Regions from separate parts of the Sus scrofa genome. Here region 2 is linked to region 1. The links are chromatin contacts, called in public Hi-C maps. All regions are on one chromosome and are shown on one strand. Each heading gives the region's core, a stretch centred on a gene start, on an enhancer-like site or on the middle of the called end of the contact. The rest is flanking DNA. Distances are from core to core; before and after follow the strand shown.

Evidence for each region. A called contact is a pair of places that touch in the nucleus more often than the background predicts.
Region 2: a contact with region 1 is called in a Hi-C map of fibroblasts, with 2.6 times the contacts expected there. The contact joins two enhancer-like sites. A contact is called at or near these places in 1 of 47 Hi-C or Micro-C datasets (fibroblasts) and 1 of 2 datasets of contacts at active chromatin or transcription factors (alveolar macrophages).

Annotation. Positions count from the first base shown.
Region 1 is chr3:93,254,830-93,261,674 of Sscrofa11.1, forward strand. No RefSeq gene overlaps it. Among named protein-coding and RNA genes, the nearest start is that of EPCAM, 73 kb to the left of the region's middle. Within about 2 kb of position 2,277, at least 30 of the 83 cell types and tissues checked have an H3K27ac peak or open chromatin away from gene starts, as enhancers often do.
Region 2 is chr3:93,415,347-93,422,393 of Sscrofa11.1, forward strand. All of the region lies in intron 5 of STPG4, which reads left to right. Among named protein-coding and RNA genes, the nearest start is that of STPG4, 32 kb to the left of the region's middle. Within about 2 kb of position 2,000, at least 6 of the 83 cell types and tissues checked have an H3K27ac peak or open chromatin away from gene starts, as enhancers often do.

The DNA of each region.
Region 1 (6,845 bases), core at 1,027-3,526:
AAAATATTTGAGAATGTAAACATGTGTGTTCAATTAAATTGAATTATGACCACAAATGTGTTAACGAAGAAGGAAAGAAATGGATTGGTTCTTGCGACACTTAAATAATGTTTCAAACCCTTCAGATTTCATTACTTCAGCTTTTTTTTTTTTTGGTTTTTTGCCTTTTCTGGGGCCACTCCCGTGGCATATGGAGGTTCTCAGGCTAGGGGTCGAATCGGAGCTGTAGCCAACGGCCCATGCCAGAGCCACAGCAACGTGGGATCCAAGCAGCATCTGTGACCCACACCACAGCTCCAGGCAACGCCAGATCTTTAACCCACTGGGCAAGGGCAGGGATCGAACCCGCAACCTCATGGTTACCTAGTTGGGTTGGTTAACTACTGCGCCACGAGGGGAACTCCTCTTTTCTTTTTTTTGCTTTTTAGGACCGTCCTTGAAGCATCTGGAAGTTCCCAGGCTAGGGTTCGAATCAGAGCTAGCACTGCTGGCCTATGCCACAGCCATGGCATTGGTAGATCCAGGCTGCATCTCTATGACCTACTCCATAGCTTCCAGCAACGCTAGATCCTTAACTCATGGAGCAGGGCCAAGAATCGAATCCGTATCCTCATGGATACTAGTTGCATTTGTAACCCGCTGAGTCACAACAGGAACTCTCCCCCCACTCCTTTTTGCTTTCTTTTTTTCCCCATGCCAGTGGAATGTGGACATTCCCAGGCCAGAGACCGAACCCAAGTGGCTGCAGTGATGACACCAGATCCTTAACCTGCTGTATCACAACAGGAAGTCCCGGAATATTTTTAAGAATATTAAAATTCGTGGAGTTCCCGTCATGGTGCAGTGGAGTTCCCGTTGTGGCGCAGTGGTTAAGGAATCCGACTAGGAACCATGAGGTTGCGGGTTCGATTCCTGCCCTTGCTCAGTGGGTTAACGATCTGGCGTTGCCGTGAGCTGTGGTGTAGGTTGCAGACACGGCTCGGATCCCCGCATTGATGTGGCTCTGGCGTAGGCCGGTGGCTACAGCTCCAATTAGACCCCTAGCCTAGGAACCTCCATATGCTGCAGGAGCGGCCCTAGAAAAGGCAAAAACACCAAAAAAAAAAAAAAAAAAAAAAAAAAAATTCGTGGAGAGGTAGAGAAGTACAGAGTCACCAAGATTTTTACCTTTTTAAAAAAAGTACCAGTAAAGGAGTATGTCAATTTAGTATACATTATACTTTGTCTTGTGAGGTAAGGTTAATAATATTTTAAAGCTAAGATTGTGATCTAACTTGATAATTGTATGTGGGTTTTTTTTTTGGTGTATGTTTAAATATATATACAGATAGAAATGTCAAAATAAGTAAAAATAAATTACATGTGATAAAGAGAAGATATCTGGTTCAAATTTGGCCTTGGAATTTTCACTGTGCTTTTCACTAAAAGCAGTAAAAAATTATTTACTTCCCATGTAATCTGCTTAGATAGCAGAGATGCCTTATGTCAGTTGAATATTTTTCCTTGAGAGCTTAATTTATAGTGTTTTTGAAACAAACATCAAAAGTTACTCACTTCTGGAGTTCCCTTTGTGGCACAGCAGAAACGAATCCGACTAGGGACCATGAGGTTGTGGGTTCAATCCCTGGCCTCGCTCAGTGGGTTAAGTATCTGGGGTGGCTATGGCATAGGCCAGGAGCTACAAGTCTGATTTGACCCCTAGCCTGGGAACCTCCATGTGCTGCCCTAAAATAGCAAAAAAAAAAAAAGTTTCTTCTGAAAAAGCTGTATTACCTCATGATGGTAATGATGATGATATTACCTTCTTCTGTGTTTAAAACATTGCACAGTTACTCTCATTAGCCAGTTAGCCAAGCTATGGCTATTCCCAAGCATCTATGCCCCTGTTTGAACTGAGTATTCAGTCTCCACTGATGACTCTCTGACATTTTCTTCCTTAAGAAGAAAGCTGGCAAAGCATTGTTTACATACAAATTTTATTTCCTAGATGGTGTTTGCTTGTCCCCCAAAGGCTACTCCCCTGCCTTATAAAAGGAAAAATGCTAGAAATACTTAGGTATGTTTGTTAATCTCCAAGCTTTTATGGCTCCGCTGATGCTGAGAGCTCACAATATGGGGAGAACTTTCAATAAAAGAGACGCTTAACTCTCCTGAGTCAATTCTGCCTCATTTTTGCAGATACAGAAACCCCCACCAGGTGGAAGAAGTTAACTGTCTGCTGCCCACAAGCACTTCGTCCCCAGATCAGTTGGAACCGGAAGGTTGATGATGCTAAATCCCAATTACCTCACCACCAACCAATCAGAAGAATGTACATGAGCTGATCATGCACGCCACACCCCCCTCCCTCACCCTGCCTTTAAAAAGCTTTTTTTTTTTTTGCAAGCCTTTAGGGAGTTTGGGCTTTTTAAGCATTGGCTCCCTTGTCTCTTTGCTCAGCACCCTCCAATAAAGACTGCTTTCCTTCACCACAACCTAGTGTGTGGAGATTGGTTTCATCGAATGGGCAAGCAGACCCGAGTCTGGTTCTGTAACAGTTTCTTATTCATTTCCTAGTAAATGAACCAGAGGTGTAGTTGCTTTACACTTCTCTTATTGGCAGTTATTGTTCCCTTTCAAGAGTTTAGACTTTTGGTCTCGCTGGCATAACATTTGCTTCTTTTCTATGTGCAAAGCAATTTTCTTGTCTATACTATAGAAACTGGGGCCTTTTGATCATTTAATTTTTTTTTTTTTTTTTTTAGGACCGCACCCACAGCATATGGAGGTTCCCAGGCTAGGGGTCTAATCAGAGCTACAGCTGCCGGCCTGTGCCACAGCCACAGCAACACAGGATCCGAGCCACATGCCACAGCTCGTGGCAATGCCGGATCCTTAACCCACTGAGGGATCAAACCCACAACCTCATGGTTTCTAGTAGGATTCATTTTTGCTGCGCTACTATGGGAACGCCTTAAAAATTTTTTTTGTTAAAGTATAGTTGATTTACAATGTTATGCCAATTTCTGCTGTATAGCAAAGTGACTCAATCATCCATACATACACATTTCTTTTTTTGGGGGGGAGTCACCTTTTACCATGATATTTCATAGCCTTCCTTCAGGCCATGAGGTCTTTATTTTTGTCTTTTTAGGGCCACACCTGTGGCATATGGATGTTTCCAGGCTAGGGGCGTAATCGGAGCTTCAGCCGCCAGCCTACACCACAGCCACAACACCACCAGATCTGAGCTGCATCTGCAACCTACACCACAGCTCACGGCAACACTGGATCCTTAACCCACTGAGCGAGGCCAGGGATCAAACTCTCAACCTCATGATTCCTAGTCAGATTCATTAACCGCTGAGCCATGACGGGAACTCCCATGAGGTCTTTAAAAGTAAGTGATGTGCAGTATCCCCAACAAAGTCTGATGCAGGGCCAGGACCACACGAGGGCTGAATACTTGCAGGCTGATTGGCTGAGTAATGTGGTTTCTTAAAAGAACTCCTTGGTCATCATTTTTGCTCTCCTCACATACAATGCTGCCTCTTCTCCGCAAGTAACCCATCAAGTATGGTCATTTACTTCATCCCTAGGCCGGGACAAGGCAATCATTTCCTTTAAATGACTGGGTTAAAAACATCTGCTATCAATAAGCTTGAAAACAGGAGGTTGTGAAAGGCTTTCTCTGCAGTATCCAGAGCTGGGAGGGAATTCTAACAAGCTCACTGGGGGTAGGCTTGCAATAATAGCCACATTGCCTGAACACCAAGAAAAAGTGCCCAGGGGGGAAATTTCATGACGGGGGGGGGGGGGGGGGGGGGGAACCTTCCTGTGATCATTGCAGACCCCTATAGCTGATTTCATGCTTAGAGAACAAAAGATAAAATACTGCACTGCAGCAACAGAGTATACCTCTTCCTAGGGGAGTTCTATGGCAAGAAGAGAGGAGACAGGAAATAGCGTTTATAATAATATTGAACTCAACGTAGATCAGGCTTCCTTAAAAACTACTCATTGGAAACAACCAAGTGTCCATCAACTACTGATGAATGGATAAAACAATGCAGTATATCCATATATTGGAAATCTCATTCAGCAACAAAAAGAAATGAAGTGCTGGGAGGTCCCATTGTAGGGCAGTGGAAACGAACCTGACTAGTATCCATGAGAAAGCAGGTTCAATCCCTGGCCTTGCTCAGTGGGTCAGTGATCTGGCATTGCTGTGAGCCGTGGTGTAGGTCACAGATGAGGCCTGGATCTGGCATTGCTGTGGCTGTGGCGTAGGCTGGCAGCTGCAGCTCCGATTAGACCCATAACCTGGGAACCTCCATATGCCTCGGGTGTGGCCCTAAAAAGCAAAAAAAAAAAGAAGAAATGAAGTATTGATCCTTGCTACAACATGCATGGACCTTGAAAACAGGTTATGTAAAAGAAGCCAGTCACAAAACCATATTGTATCAGCCTGATTATATGAAATGTCCAGAATAGGCAAATCTATAGAGACAGAAGATAGATTAGCAGCTGCCAGGGGCTCAGGGGAAGGAGGAATGGGAAGTGACTGCTGGCAGGTACAGGTCATTTTTGTTTTGTTTGTTTTTACAGAAAAGAATTGTTGTTATCATTGCACTCAGGAAAGCATACTATGTGTTGTTGTTTCACAGTTACCACAGTAAGAGAAGGCCAGAATAACTTAAATACACAACAAAGTTAAAAATATATATGTTGGAGTTCCCATTGTGGCACCGCAGAAACAAATCCAACTAGGAACTATGGGGTCGTGGGTTCAATCCCTGGCCTCGCTCAGTGGGTTAAGGATCCGGCGTTGCCATGAGCTGTGGTATAGGTCGCAGACGTGGCTTAGATCCTGAGTTGTTGTGGCTGTGGTATAGGCCAGCGGCAACAGCTCTGATTGGACCCCTAGCCTGGGAAGCGCCATATGCCACAAGTGCGGCCCTATAAAGAAAAAAAAAAAAAAGTATCTTTAGCTATAATAGCATTTTCAATATCTTCTCTCATCAGAGCTGCTGATTAACTGTAAATAGGACTGATTGATCTCCTCTCCTCCGCTTAGCCTGCATGGTCTCTGGTAGGTGCATTCACGGCAGTTTACCATTAGCAATGTGGCCCAAAGAACGAGGACTCTGGATGAATCACCAACAATAAGATCATCCCTGGAGTTCCCTGGTGGTGCAGCGGGTTAAGGTTCCAGCACTGTCACTGCAGTGGCTCAGGTTACTGCTGTGGCACGGGTTTGATCCCTGGCCTGGGAACTTCCATATGCTGGGGCGTGGCCAGAAAATTTACATATAATCAGCCCTGAACACTGGAGAATTGACTAAAACACAAAAATATATTGCTGCAATGAATGTCCAACAATTTCAAATAAAATCAAGAATGGACTTGATTTTCAGTCAAAGAGCCCCATGTTTAAAGTGCTATTAAAACAGATTTTTTTTTTTTTTTTGGTCTTTTTAGGGCCACACCTGTGGCAATGGAGGTTCCCAGGCTAAGGGTCCAATTGGAGCTGTAGCCGCAGGCCTACGCGAGAGCCACAGCAACACCAGATCCGAGCTGCATCTGCGACCTATATGTACCACAGGCAATGCCAGATCTTTAACCCACTGAGCAAGGCCAGGGATTGAACCTGAAACCTCATGGCCCCCAGCAGGATTTGCCACCACTGCACCACAACGGGAACTCCCTTCTTTAATAGTTTTAAACATCTGTCTCTTGCTTAAGCTGAGGGGAGGAGAGGGGAGCAGGGAACTGAGCAGGGTGAAAGGGCATGTGGGAAAAGAGAAAAAGAAAAGAAAGGAAAAGTTAGGAGGGACAGGGGTTCCCGTCATGGCTCAGTGGTTAACAAATCTGACTAGGAACCATGAGGTTGCAGGTTCGATCCCTGGCCTTGCTCAGTGGGTTAAGGATCCGGCGTTGCTGTGAGCTGTGGTGTAGGTTGCAGACACGGCTCGGATCCCGTGTTGCTGTGGCTCTGGTGCAGGCTGGCGGCTACAGCTCCGATTCGACCCCTAGCCTGGGAACCTCCATATGCCGCAGGAGCGGCCCAAAGAAATAGCAAAAAGACAAAAAAAAAAAAAAAAAAAAAAAAAATCTGGTGTTGTCATGAGCTGTGATGTAGGTCGCAGACGCGGCTCGGATCCTGCATGGCTGTGGTGTAGGCCGGCGGCTACAGCTCCGATTCAACCCCTAGCCTGGGAACCTCCATATGCCGCAGGAGCGGCCCTAAAAAAGGCAAAAAGACCAAAAAAAAAAAAAAAAAAAAAAAAAAAAAATTAGGCGGGAAAGATTGAGGGCAGAGACGGGCAGGAGAAGGAGGGGGAGGAGCAACACGACCTAGGAAGACGCTGACGGAAAGAATCTTCTTGTTCTGCAAACATACAAATATTCTTCATCTACTTGAAGGAAAAGTCTTTATTTTGAGTCAGCTGTGAGAGGCCCCTTTGGTCCCTCGGTCTGAGAGGGAAATTATTTTCTGCCTCTCTGGTTTCCCAGGTCACCAGTTATATTAAGCCACAGTCCCTTGGTGGTTGCCGTCTGTAATTTTTCCACTCCCCACCCTTTTCAGTCAGATTGCAAAATAAGGACATTTGGAAACTTGGACTCTTGGTGATCAGGCTGAGGAGATGTGGCCTAGGACTCTCGAGCTCCATGGAGCTGGGTAGGGTCCTTATTGAGGGTCCTGTTTATTTTTATTTATTTATTTTATTTTTTTTAGGGCCGTACCCATGGCACATGGAGGTTCCCAGGCTAGAGGGAGAATCGGAGCTGTAGCTGCTGTTCTACGCCACAGCCATAGCAACGCGGGATCCGAGCCAATCTTCGTCTACACCGCAGCCCATGGC
Region 2 (7,047 bases), core at 750-3,249, 160 kb after region 1:
TGTACTTCAGAATGACTCCTCAGCCTCCTGCCTGGGGTACAGGCAGTTGCTAGTGTGGGGCTAGTTGCTGGTGTTCTGGTAATTGAGTAGGGAAGGGGCTGGGCTGGGGGGTGGTGTCTCAACATTTGTTGTATAGTTCTTTCTCCATTTTTAAAACTGTAGTATAATTGATTTACAATATTGTGTTAGTTGCAGGTGTACAGCAACATGCTTCTGTTATATGTATTTTTTTCAGATCATTTTCCATTATAGGTTATTACAAGATTGAATATAGGCACTGTGCTATATAGTAAATCCTTGTTGCTTACCTATTTTATGTGCAGTAGTTTGTGTGTGTTAATCACACACTCCTAATTTATCCTTCTCCCTCCTCTCTCCTTTGGTAACCATAAGATTGTTTTCTATGCCTGTGAGTCTGTTTCTGTTTTGTATATAGATTCACTTGTACTGTTTTCTAGATGCCACATGTAAGGTAATGTATAGTATTTGTCTTTCTCTGTCTGACTTCCTTCAATTAGCATGATAATCTCAGGAGTTTCTGTTGTGGCTCTGTGGGTTAAGGAACTGGCGTTGTCTCTGTGAGGATGTGGGTTCAATCCTTGGACTCACTCAGTGGGTTAAGAATCTGGCATTGCCACAAGCTGTAGCAGAGTTCACAGGTACAGCTTGGATCTGGTGTTGCCATGGCTGTGGCATAGACTTGTAGCTCCAGCTCCCATTAGACCTCTAGCCAAGGAACTTCCATATGCAGCAGGTGCAGCTGTATTAAAAAATAAAGTATTATAATCTCTAGTTCCATCCATGTTGCTGCAAATAACAGTTTTCATTCTTTTTTATGGCTGAGTAATATTCCATTATATATAAACCACACCACATCTTTTTTTTTGGTCATACCCTCAGCATGTGGAAGTTCCTTGGCCAGGGATCAAACCCGAGCTGTAGCCGTGGCCTGCACCATACATGCAACAATACCAGATACTTAATCCCTTGTGCCACCAGGGAACATCTGTACCACACCTTCTTTATCCATTCATCTGTTGATGGGCGTTAGAGTTGTTTCCATGTTTGGCAAAATAGTGCTGCTGTGAACATCAGGATGCATGTATCTTTTCAAATTAATCATCTTTTCTAGATATATGCTCAGGAATAGGGTTGGTAGATCATATGGTAGCTTATTTTTAGTTCTTTTTGATTTCAAAACATTTTTTATTTTTATTTTTTTGGCCATGGCATGTAGCAGCTTGGGGTTGAACCCAGGCTGCAGGGGCAAAAGCACCAAATCTTAACCATTAGACCACTGGGGAACTCCCTATTTTTAGTTTTTAAGGGACTTCCATACTGTTTTCCATAGTGGCTACATCAATTTACATTCCTGCCAACAGTGAAGGAGGGTTCCTTTTTCTCCACACCCTCTCTAGAATTTACTGTTTGTAGACTTCATGATGATAGCCATTCTGACCTGTATGAGGTGATACCTCATTGTGGTTTTGATTTGCATTTCTCTAATAATTAGTGATTAGCGTCTTTTCATGTGCCTGCTGGCCACCTGTATGTCTAGAAACTCCCGTTTTCTTCCTTTCCTTTTTTTCCCCCCTGTCTTTACAGGCTGCACCCACAGCATATGGAGGTTCCCAGGCTAGGGGTCAAATCAGAGATACAGCTGCCGGCCTATACCACAGCCATAGTGCCAGATCTGGGCTGCGTCTTCGATCTACACCGCAGCTCACGCCAATGCCAGATCCTTTCACCCAGTGAGCGAGGCCAGGGATCGAACCCGTGTCCTCATAGATACTAGTCAGAGTTCTAACCCAATGAGCCAAAAGGGGAACCCCCCAAATTCCTGTTTTCAGTAAAGGTCCCTGTCCTCACACTGCCCAGGCTCCTGGGTACAGATCTCTGGTGCAGCCTCGCGGGAAATGAAACCTTCCATCTCCTACAGGGATGAGGGAAGGGTGGCTACCTGACTACTGCAGATGAGGTGGGTAGGGACCTGCGGAGAAGATGCTCAGCCAGTCCTCCAGCTTTTAGCCTAATGTCTGAAATTCCTGAGCTCTGTGGCTGTAGTTTTTGGAGATCCGTTGTCTACCAATTTCATTGATGTCATTCATCCCTTCCATTTTATAAATAAAAGTGATTCACTGATTTGGAACATCCTGTCCTTCAGCAAAGTGAAAAGAATACTTTCATGGAAAATGTTCCAAGACAAAGAAACAGCCCAGGGCTGTGATTCATGTCTGTTCTAAACATGCATTCCCAGAGCAGATTTGTGGGTTTGGTTTAGATCCACAAATTTGTAAATTTCAGAGGGCAAACTCCTTTGGTCCCAGCGGTGGGAGCTAGTGACACACAGTGTGAGCGTGGTAAAGAAATGATACTTCTTAGGAGGACATCGTCTCGACCTCCAGGAGATAAATGCCTTCATCCTTAGGCCTCCTTCTGAAAACTCATTTGACCGCTTTTGTTATTCAGTTTCCTTGTTCTGGAAATTAAGGTCATAGTCAAAGAACTGTTAAGGACCCTGAGGACTGGAAGAAACTTAGCTACTCTGTTAGGGTCAGTTTTGATGGTGACAATGACCGTCACTCATTGGTTTTCTGGTGCCAGGCATGGTGCTCCATGACTGACATGCATCTCATTTCATCCTCACTGCAATATGGTGGGTACTACTCATTTGATAGCTTAGGAAACGGAAGTCTGCTGCCCAAAGGTAGAGCCAGGACTTAGACCCGGTCTATGGTGACCTCAGAACCTGAGCTCTAAGCTGCGCTGTCCCTTGAGTGAGCATGACCAGGTGACTTGCTTAATGTCGACGTGTCGAGCTGATCTGGGGTCAAAGCCAAGGACGTGTCGAGCTGATCTGGGGTCAAAGCCAAGTGGCAGACGTTGTGCCGTCTCTGGAGCCACAACCCCCCACTGATGACGGAGGCTTATTCATGGGGCCGGGTTGGCCTGCATGGTCCCCTTTGACGTGGGATAAGTTCATGTGCAGGAGGCTTCTTTCTCCTGGGAGGTTCACCCGCCAACCCGCCTACGAGGCTCTGATCTGGCTGCAGCTTAGGCTCCTGCTGAGAGCCTTACCACAATGGCTTTAATTTTTGTATGTGTTTATTTCTTTGCCTTTTGTCTTTTTAGGGCCGCACCCACAGCATATGGAGGTTCCCAGGCTAGGGGTCTAATGGGAGCTATAGCTGTCGGCCTAGCCCACAGCCACAGCAATGCCAGATCCCAGCCGCATCTGCAACCTACACCACAGCTCATGGCAACGCCAGAACCTTAACCCACTGAGTGAGGCCAGGGATTGAACCCACAACCTTATGGTTCCTAGTTGGAATCGTTTCCCCTGCACCACAATGGGGACTCTGCACAATGGCTTTCCTTAAATGGCCATATTTCTCCCTGGGCCACCCTTAAGATGTTAGAACTTCCAGTCTCTTCTCAACAACATCTCTTTGTATAAAGCTGAGTCTAGCTGACTTCCATAGAAGTTCTTTCACCTCTTCCACAAATCCTTTTTGCATGGTTCAGTGTGTGAGGCCCCATGCCAGGGAGGCACTTTTGAGCATCCGAAGGCAAATGAGACATTTGATCCGTGCTCTCGCTGCCCCCTTGAAGGATATGGACACCCTGACGTCAGTCACCCAACCAGCATGTACACAGATAAGCATACACACTCACTCATGCTAACCAAGGGTCTGTGATTCATTGTGCCCATGTCTGACTGGGTGGGGCCGAGTGGCTGAGCATGCACAGCTGGAAGCATGGCGCCCCAAATTAGCACTGATGACTCAAGCTTAATATCGTCTGTTGATACTGCACGTGAGCCATCTTCCTTCCAGCCGCCACCTCCAGAGTTTTCTGATGCATTTGCTTGTAAGCTTCCCAGCACGTTCCGGCTCCAAGCAGAGGAAGGAGATAAGGGCAAGGGTGAGGAAAGGGGCACCCCGCACTTGTCCCTTCCAAGCCAAAGTCAAGGAGACCAAAGTGCTAGCTGTCCTGTCAGCTTTAGGATCCAGGGGCTCTTCCCCAAGTCATTCTTTACTTGTGGGGCCCAGAGGTGAATTTGTATTTATATCTCCCCACTCACTACAGCAATGCCTAAAACACCCTAGGAGGGATTTTTTTTCTTTTTTCTTTCCTTTTTTTGAACTTTTTTTTTTTCTTTTTTATTGCCAGACCTGCAGCATATGGAAGTTCCTGGGCTAAGGGTCGAATCAAAGTCACAGCTGCTGGCCTGCACCACAGCCACAGCCACACTGGATCCGAGGTGTATCTGTGAGCTGTCCTGCAGCTTTCAGCAATGCTGGATCCTTAACCCACTGAGCAAGGCCAGGAATTGAACTCAGCTCCTCACAGAGACAGTGTTGTGTTCTTTTTTTTTTTTTAACTAAAAGAGTTGACAATTTTATTTTCACATTTCACAATACAAATGAAAATTGCTTTTTGTCCCACTACTCCCCTCCAAAACTACTCTCTCTTTGATAGGAAGGGGGAGGAGTCTTCCTTGTCATGCTGTTGGAAAACACCCAGAGTCACAGTACCATGATCTCCTGGTGAAGCAGAACAAGTAACATAAAGCTGATACAAAGAGGCTCCCCAGTCTCCTTATCTGTCTGGCCGAGTCATTCCTGGCCGAGTGGGCACCATCAAGGGGCGGGTGGGAGGTCTCATCATTGGGGGCCCAGGCATCATTGGCATGTGGCCTCCCATAGGCGGCCTCATTCCAGGAGCAGGTCCCACGGGCATCATCCCAGGAGGAGGGGGGCCCATCATTGGCATCATGGGAGGGCCCCCCATGTGGGGTGCTGGCATCATACCAGGACGAGGAGGACCCGGGAGACTGGGAGGAGGTGGGATCATTGCCCCCGCAGGAGGAGGAGCAGAGAATGGAGTAGGAGGTATCTTTCCTTGGAGGATCTGTCCATTGATGTGAGGGGGGTATTTAGGTCTCCTACTATGATTGTATTCTCATCAATATCTCCCTTTATGTCTGTTAATATTTGTTGTATGTATCTGGGTGCTCCTATATTTGGGGCATATATGTTGATGATAGTAACATCCTCTCCTTGGATGGATCCCTTAATCATTAAATAGTGTCCTTCTTTGTCTTTCCTTATGTCTTTTGTTTTAAAGTCTATTTTGTCTGATATGAGTGTTGCGACTCCTGCTTTTCTGTCTTGTCTATTGGCGTGAAATATTTTTCCCCACCCTTTCACTTTCAATCTATATGTATCTTTTGTCCTAAGGTGAGTTTCTTGTAGGCAGCATATTGAAGGTTTTTGCCTTTTTATCCACTCAGCCACTCTGTGTCTTTTGATTGGGGCATTCAGTCCATTGACATTTAAGGTGATAATTGATAGATGATTATTTATTGCCATTTGAACCTCGTGTTCTAGTTGATTCTGTGGTTCTCCATTCTTCCTTTCTTTTTTTTTTTTTTTTTTTTTTTGGTTGGATGGTCTCCTGTTGTTATCTGCTTGAGTGTATTTTTTTTTTCATTTTTTGCAAATGTAATATTTGGTTTTGGCTTGTGGTTGCCCTGTTTTTTAAATATGCTAACCCCTTCCCATAATTGTGTGTTTTAGCCTGATGGTCCTGTAAGTTCAAACACTTCATTACTATATTAAAATTAAGAAGAGAAACATACGAACAAACAAAAAGGGTTATTTACTTCCTAACATCCCTTGCCCACATTTTATGGTTTTGATGACTCTTTTATTTTTTTTCTTTTTAATTTTATTTTCAGTGTTGTGTTCTTAACCCACTGAGCAAGGCCAGGGATTGAACTCAGCTCCTCACAGAGACAGTGTTGTGTTCTTAACCCACTGAGCCACAACAGGAACTCCTCTTTCCTTTTTTTTTTTTTTAATTGAAGTATAGTTGATTTATAACCTTGTATTAATTTGAGGTGTACCATAGTAGGGGTTTTGACATGGGCGCCTAAGAGGTGAGACACAAGATGTGTCCCTGTTGATTTAACTGCCAAAGTCTTTGGGGGGTGATTTTTCCTTTTGATACATCCTCTTATAAGTGAAAAAGCTCCTAGTAGAAGAACTATATTGATCCAATTCATACTAATGTGGGTTGGTAACTTAATAAATCTTTTTCCTCCCCCATCATCCTCCCAGAAATATTGATGAGACAGCAAGGATTAGAGCACCTGGGCTAAAGAAAAAGAACCAAAAAGAGGGAGAAATGTGAGAAGGGGGTCTCAATTATTAGATATTTATGTCATCATTAACTGTTCATTCTGTGCACAAAACATGCGTGTGACACCTTTAGACATTAGCCTCACGTTAATTCCATAAAAGCATCTACAAAAAAAAGAGAAAAACTAAAATTCACAAAGAGTTGCTATGTTGGGAATTTTCACAGACATTTACCTTATAAAATAGATAAGCGTTGTTTGGGGTTTTTTTTTTTTTGGTCTTTTGAGAGCCACACCCACAGCATGTGAAGGTTCCCAGGCTAGGGGTCGAATTGGAGCTGTAGCTGCTGGCCTACGCCAGAGCCACAGCAACTTGGGATCCAAGCCGCGTCTGTGACCTACACCACAGCTCATGACAACGCTGGATTCTTAACCCACTGATTGAGGCCAGGGATTGAATCTTTATCCGCATGGATTCTAGTCAGATTTGTTTCTGCTGAGCTGTGACAGGACCTCCTAAGTGCTCATTCTTAGGAGAGGATCCAATTTTGACATAAATATGAAGCAGTGTGGTTTCAGAGAAAATCTACAAGGGTGAATATTATATAGGTGCAGTTCCTGCTTATGTGGGATAAACTGATATTATGCAATTTGATTATCTTTTCTTTCTGTAATTATGGTCATAAGAGCTATTGGAATTTAAATTTATGTTTTCTATTCTAAAAGCAGTACATGATTTCCCACTCAATGCAGCAAATTGGCCACATACCTCAGTCTCTTCTCACTCTCAAATCCCAATAAAATGGTAATAAAAGAATAAATAAATCTACTGGGTTGGGGGGGGGAAACATCAGCAAATAAGAGATTTCAACAATTTTTGGACAATAAAAAGTAGAGAAAGC